Linked DNA regions of Mus musculus: region 1 is linked to region 2. Evidence: chromatin contacts called from public promoter capture Hi-C data. All regions are on one chromosome and are shown on one strand. The core of a region is the stretch at or near the end of the contact, and the rest is flanking DNA. Distances in the headings are between cores, read along the strand shown.

The links. Capture Hi-C pulls out chosen DNA fragments and counts their contacts.
Region 1: a promoter capture Hi-C map of adipose tissue shows a contact between it and region 2. The contact joins two enhancer-like sites. A contact is called at or near these places in 2 of 39 promoter capture datasets (the 3T3-L1 cell line and liver), 3 of 484 Hi-C or Micro-C datasets (bone marrow-derived macrophages, nephron progenitors and rod photoreceptor), 3 of 115 datasets of contacts at active chromatin or transcription factors (CD8 T cells, bone marrow-derived macrophages and large pre-B cells) and 2 of 9 other capture datasets (adipose tissue and liver).

What each region holds. Positions count from the first base shown.
Region 1 is chr11:54,689,526-54,692,819 of GRCm38.p6, reverse strand. It overlaps Rapgef6 (Rap guanine nucleotide exchange factor (GEF) 6), which reads right to left. Exons shown (of 29, transcript NM_001252494.1): 26 at 2,415-2,643; 27 at 1,080-1,582. Among named protein-coding and RNA genes, the nearest start is that of Cdc42se2, 97 kb to the left of the region's middle. Within about 2 kb of position 1,384, at least 24 of the 459 cell types and tissues checked have an H3K27ac peak or open chromatin away from gene starts, as enhancers often do. A contact at or near this core is called in adipose tissue and bone marrow-derived macrophages, where this site is marked.
Region 2 is chr11:54,806,588-54,809,624 of GRCm38.p6, reverse strand. No RefSeq gene overlaps it. Among named protein-coding and RNA genes, the nearest start is that of Lyrm7os, 12 kb to the left of the region's middle. Within about 2 kb of position 1,769, at least 131 of the 459 cell types and tissues checked have an H3K27ac peak or open chromatin away from gene starts, as enhancers often do. A contact at or near this core is called in adipose tissue and bone marrow-derived macrophages, where this site is marked.

The sequences.
Region 1 (3,294 bases), core at 135-2,634, 120 kb after region 2:
GGATTTACCCATATCACCAAGAAGTGAAAGACATTAAAATTAACACTCAGAGGGACCTGTGCTTATACATTCCTAGAATCCTGAAAAGTTCTAAATAAATCCAAGATATTACAAGATTAGCACATTTGATAGTTATTTCATGTAACAGGGAAGTAGAGATATTATGTGAAAGTACTCATTTAATTCAGGGAATAAACAAATTGATGACTAAATATACTGCAAAAGCTCACTAGACAGCAACCCTCACATCAGCTGACACCTGGTGAGGTCCACAGAAATGCCTGGGGTCTCTTTCTGTCTCTGTGGTGCTGAGAGTGAGTACAGGGTCCACTCACGGGGCTAAGACCTACTGTGTCAGAGTTGGTTCAGTATCTTAGCAGGTCTCTCTGCCTGAAAAGTAAGAGGACCTGTTGTTTCTGTCATGTATACATAGCAACTGTGGACCCAACAACTTAGAGATCAATACAACAATCTTTCCTTTCCCTGCACATACTCCTAATGGCATGGAACTTTAGAAAAGGCATCGCCGAGGCTCTACCTGTGGGTCTGTGTGTTCCATGTGTATCTGATAGCAAGTATATTTTCTGTTAATATTATTGTCAATTCCCTTTTTGTTTTATAAAAACAAGGACATGCATGACAGAGAAAAACAAAACAAAACAAAACAAAACAAAACAGAACAAAACAAACAAAGCTCCGGAGAAGCCACAAATTTTGGAGCAATAAATTGTGGAAGGAAGAAAATAAGTATAGCGTCAGAGAAAGAATAAGATCTGGTAAAGAAGGCTGGTGAGATGGCTCAGCAGGTAAGAGCATGGAAGACTGCTCTTCCAAAGGTCATGAGTTCAAATCCCAGCAACCATATGGTGGCTCACAACCATCCGTAACGAGATCTGATGCCCTTTTCTGGAGTGTTTGAAGTAAGCTACACTGTACTTACATATAAATAAATAAATAAATAAATAAATAAATAGCCCATTCTTAAAAAAAAAAATCTGGTAAAGATAGCCCCGTATCTCTTTCTAGGGGGAGGGGCAAATAATGCCTCAACATCAGTGATACAAAAACCCTGCACTTACCAATCAAGCCCTTGTCTGTACTGGAAGTGACAGTTTTATAAACAGGGTCAGTGGTATCCCTGGGCTCCAAGCCATCAGGTGCCTCTGCTGGTGCACTTTCCAACACCCTCCGCTTAACTGTCCCGTAGTTTGGTTCACATGTGTCCGAGAGTGAGCTGGAGGAGGCCCAACTCTGCCTCAGCTGGTTCGTCTCTAGGCTGCCTTTGCACTGGCCACAAGTTCTTGAGCAGCCTTTAGGACAGGCACAGGGCTCACAGTCAGTGGGCTCAACTTCTGCAATAGGGTCATCTAAATGCATGTGTCTGTAAGAATTCAGGAAGTCCCAGCTTTTTTGATTTTGAAGGCTTTGGAAGTTGTCATGGGAGCTGCTGGAACAGGAAGTCCAACTGCCCCGCCCACTGTCAGCTGCTTCCAGCACAACATGCTCATGAGACATCTCTTCGCTGCTCAGAGAAGATGAGACAGCTACACCCTTGATAAGACACGGCTTTGACAGCATCCACCTGAAAGTGGGGACAAACAGATGAGCAATGAGTAATCTGGTGGTATACTGGAGACTCCTCAGCACATGGCCCCAGGACACACCTGAATCCTTAGCTAGGCAATGTTTCCTCTAAGAAATCCTGACTGACTTTAAATAAAAGTACAAGATGAAATTTGAAATTGGCATTTGACATCCTTTTTTTTGAAGGAGGGACAGACTCAATTGTGCTTTTCTTGAATGTCAATTTTTTTTTTCTTTAAGAAAACAACAGTCTCAATGTCAAAAGGCTAAACATGGGAATTCAGACCAAGGCCTGGCCCTACTCTCCTAGCTCTTGCATTGTGCTGGACAGACATGCTGGCCTGGAAGTCTGCTGTACGGTGAAATCTTTCTCCAGGAGCCACACCACTAGTAACAGCAGCAGGTGCACAGGATTCTTAGTGAGTGACGAGATACATGGCAGAAAGTAACCTGAATAAAGAGAGTTCAGGAACATACAAAAAGGGTATCTACCAGGTGGCAGCTGCAGCACATTCCTTTAATCCCAGCAGTCAAGAGGCAGAGGCAGAAGCAGGTGATCGGATCTCTGTAAGTTTGAGGACAGCCAGGGTACACAGAGAAACTCTGTCTAAAGAAACAAAAACCAAACCAAAACAATAAAAAAGGAAACCTGTGTATCTCTCAAGTAGCATGAATTTCCACACTCAGTATGTACAAAGGGCATACATGTAGCCTCACACTCTTACACAGTATGCCATAGACCTAAGCTACTGGGGGAGGGTGCAAGGCAGGCTCTCAATGCTGCATACTGGTTCTGTTTTGGAGGCAAGAGCACAGACATGGATGTTTACCCGTGAGCAAGCTGACTGTGGTCTGAGATCCCGGAAGGGTGATCTGTCTTTTCCAATGCCCCTGTGGGCTCAGGAACTGCCAGACTGTGGGAGGAACAGCGTTCATCCTGCCCAGCTGCAGACATGGAGTCAACAGAACCATTGCTCACAATGCTGGACCGAGAGGAGATTTCACTGTGGCTGGAGTCAGACAAGTTGTCACATTTACTTGATGGTGTGAGTGTATAACCTGAATGAGAAGAGAACACCCATCAAACTTCAAAAAAGGGGACAAACAGGGGCAGCCGTGTGAGACCAAGAAAAAAAATGAAGGAAAACAAACAACAAACAAACAAACCCAAAGTAGGAGGGAATGCCAGGATGCATGCCTGAGGCTGTAAGGATGGCAATTTCTCCATTCCTTTCCCCATATAGCCAATTCACCCACCACCTACAACCACATCCACAGAACTCCACATTGCAGAAAAACGTCAAAATCTAGTATTACTGTCCCAGAATCACATACTTTCTCAAATTTTCAGTAAAACAAGAACAATAAATATGTTATAAACATTAACAAGTACACATACTTCAGTTTTCAACCTCATTCATTTTAACTCTATATCCCCTTCTTTGACATGAAATATTTCATGGCCCACCCTAAGGAAGCAACACGCAGGCTCAAAGAACTGTACTTGGAAATCTTCAAAGTGCATTCACTTACCTCAGATAGTCTTTTCCCAAACATAAGACCACTATTTCAATCAATTATTTGTGGTGATTCTAAGAATACAATTCAGGTATTCTTGCACAGGTTGGGCAAAGGCTCTACCAGTGAGAGCTCCAGGTGATTTTGTGTGCATGCAAATTACTGGTATATGTCTATGTTCGTGTGGGTATG
Region 2 (3,037 bases), core at 520-3,019:
ATGAGCTAGGTCAAGTATACTGGGTCCTAGGTGGAGCAGAAGGCCAAGGGGTCAGTGGGATGACCAGAAAGTGCCAGGATCCCAAGAGCAAAAGAGGCTGTAGAGGGATTTGTTCCAGACCCCTTTGGCTTCAGTTGTAGCAGTGAGGTCTGCTTACCCTCTAAACAAAATACTCAGAATTCTTTGAAGGAGGTGGGTTCACTACAACCAACAAGCAAGGGGACTCAGGGAAACCACCAGAAGTGACAGCAAACACTGTTCCTAAAGCTTACAGAGTAGCTTTAAGGACATAACTGCATATGGCAGCTTTAGGGGAACAGAGCAACAAGCTAATGGGGTGAGGATGGATGGACAAATGCAGCAGATTGCAGAAGCCATGAGAGCCAGGAAAGGAGACAGACAATGTCTGGGAACAGGTACCCAACTATTTCTCCCAAAGAGGGGCCCCTGAGCATCTTCAGATTTGCTTTATTCCAGAGCTTACAGAAGTTATTAGCTTAGGTGGACATTTTAAAGATTTATTTTGTTTTCATGTATGTGTACATGAGTGTTATCTGTGTGTGGGTATGTGCACATGTGTGCAGATACCCGAGAAGGCCAAAAAAGGGGCATCAGATCCCATGATGCTGGAGTTAAAGGTGGTTGTGTGCCACCTGATGTGTGTGCTGGGAACTGAACTCAGATCCTCTGCGGGAGCAGCAAGTGTTCTTAAGTGCCGAGCCATCTCTCCAGCCACGGTCACAGGTTTCTCTGATGTGTTTTTTGTCTTATTTTGCTTTATCTTGCAGTTTGGGGGTATCCACCCAAGACCTCCCCAGTGTTGAAACAAGAGTTCTTTGCCTCAGCTACACCTTCTTGTTGCCTGGTCTTTTTCCTTTCCTTCCTTCCCTTTCTCCCTCCCTCCCTCCCTCCCTTCCTTCCTTCCTTCCTTCCTTCCTTCTTTCCTTCCTTCCTTCCTTCCCTTCTCCCTCCCTTCCCTTATTCCCTCCCTCCCTCCCTTCCTTACCTTATTATTTGTGGTCTATGTGGTTGTTTCTCTGTGTAACCCTGGTTGTCCTGGAACTTACTATGTAGACCAGGCTGGCCTCAAGTTCAGAGATCTGTCTGCCTCTGCCTCCCGTGCTGGGATTAAAAGTGCACACACCACCTTGGCATCTTTGTGGTTCTTAAGTGTGTGTCACAAGTTTCAGCTTGACACAAACCCCGAGACACCTGAGAAGAGAGAAACCTCAAAAGAGGAATTGCCTAGATCAGAGCGACCTGTGGTCATGCCTGTGAGGCATTTCCTTAATCTCCTGTTGATGTTGGAGGACCCATCCCAGGATGGGCAGCACCATCTCTAGGCAGGAGGTACAATTCGTATGACTTAAGCTTTTACCAGGACAAACAAAATCTCTTTCTTTCTAAACACTCTGTGTGTGTGTGTGTGTGTGTGTGTGTGTGTGTGTGTGTGTAGTATGTCAGGATTCATGCATGTGTAGAGGTCAGAAGACAACTTGCTGAAGTTAGATTTCTCTTACACTATTTGAGTCTGGGACTCAAACTTAGGTCATCAGGCACGGCAGCAAGACACCAAGCACTTTGAGCCATGTTGCAAGCCGTGTTGCTGGCCCTTTTTTTCCCCTGTATTAATTAGGTAATTATTCCCTCCCCCACCCGAGTAATATTTTATCTAGATGCTATGATGGTTCCTCTTTCACTTTAACTCATCTGGGTGTGAACAAGGATGTGGGGGCCGGTTGTTATTGCTTATGTAATGAAGACTGTGGTGAGGCCGTGTGCCAGGCTACCAGACATATTCCCCTTTGCATTCAACCCTTCTGTAACCACCATCCTCAGTAGGAAGTGCCCCACATCGCCATGTTGAACGCTCGCTGCCATAACTCTTCGTCTGAAATTAGTGTGACTGTAACTACTTTTTATGAGCTCAGTGCTATTTCCTGATGAGCCTTTAAAGCTGTCAAACTATGTTTTAGATAAGCCTAAAGCCTGGCCTGGTGACACACACTTATAATCCCAGCATTTAGCAGGCAGAGGCAGGAGGCCCAGGAATTCTAGACTAGCACTAGCCCACATAGTGAATTCAAAGCAACTGTTGTCTACATGAGACCCTGCTCTGCCCACTCCCAAAAGCATAAAAACATATCATTTGATTAATGACTCTAGCGGAACCACAGTTCTTCATAGGAAGAACCAAGTCAGGCCCAGAACTAGAACAAGGACTGAGGAGATGTCTCTGTGGTAAGAGCACTTCTGGGCAAACATGAAGACCTGAGTTTGAATCTCAGCACCTACATAAAACAAGTGGTGTGGCTATGGATGCCTGTAGTCCCAGAGCTGTGGGTGTCAGAGCAGGAGGACCTGTGAGGCTTGCTGGCTGCCAGTCTAGCTCCAAGTTCAATGGGAGACCCTGCCTCAAGGGCATAAGGTAAAGAATGGACAGCAAGACATGCGACATCTCCTCTGGCCTCAGAAAGCGCCTTACTCTACCAACACCACACAGGCGCGCGCGCGCGCACATGCGCACGCACACACACACACACACGCACACACGCACGCACGCACGCACGCACGCACGCACGCACGCACGCACGCACGCACGCACGCACGCACATATACTGCTCCAGGTTCAGTTCAGGACCCTGTCTCAGGCCAGGTGGTGGTGGCGCACGCCTCTAATCCTAGCACCCTAGAGGCAGAGGCAGGTGGATCTCTGAGTTTGAGGCCAGCCTGATCTCCAGAGTGAGTTCCAGGACAGCCAGGGCTACACAGAGAAACCCTGTCTCGAAACCCAAAGACAATCAAAAAGACCCAGTTTCAAAAATAAATAAATAAATAAATAAATAAATAAAGTGGAGAACGTATGAGGACAACACTCAGAGTTGACCTCTGGCCTGTGCATGCATGCTTGCACGGGCAGCCACACCCACATACACAAACATGTATGTATACATGCACACACATACACAAAAGGGAAAAAAAGAAGTGGGTAATTGGACTCCTACTTTCTGTCACATTCCAAAGCTACTCCATTTGA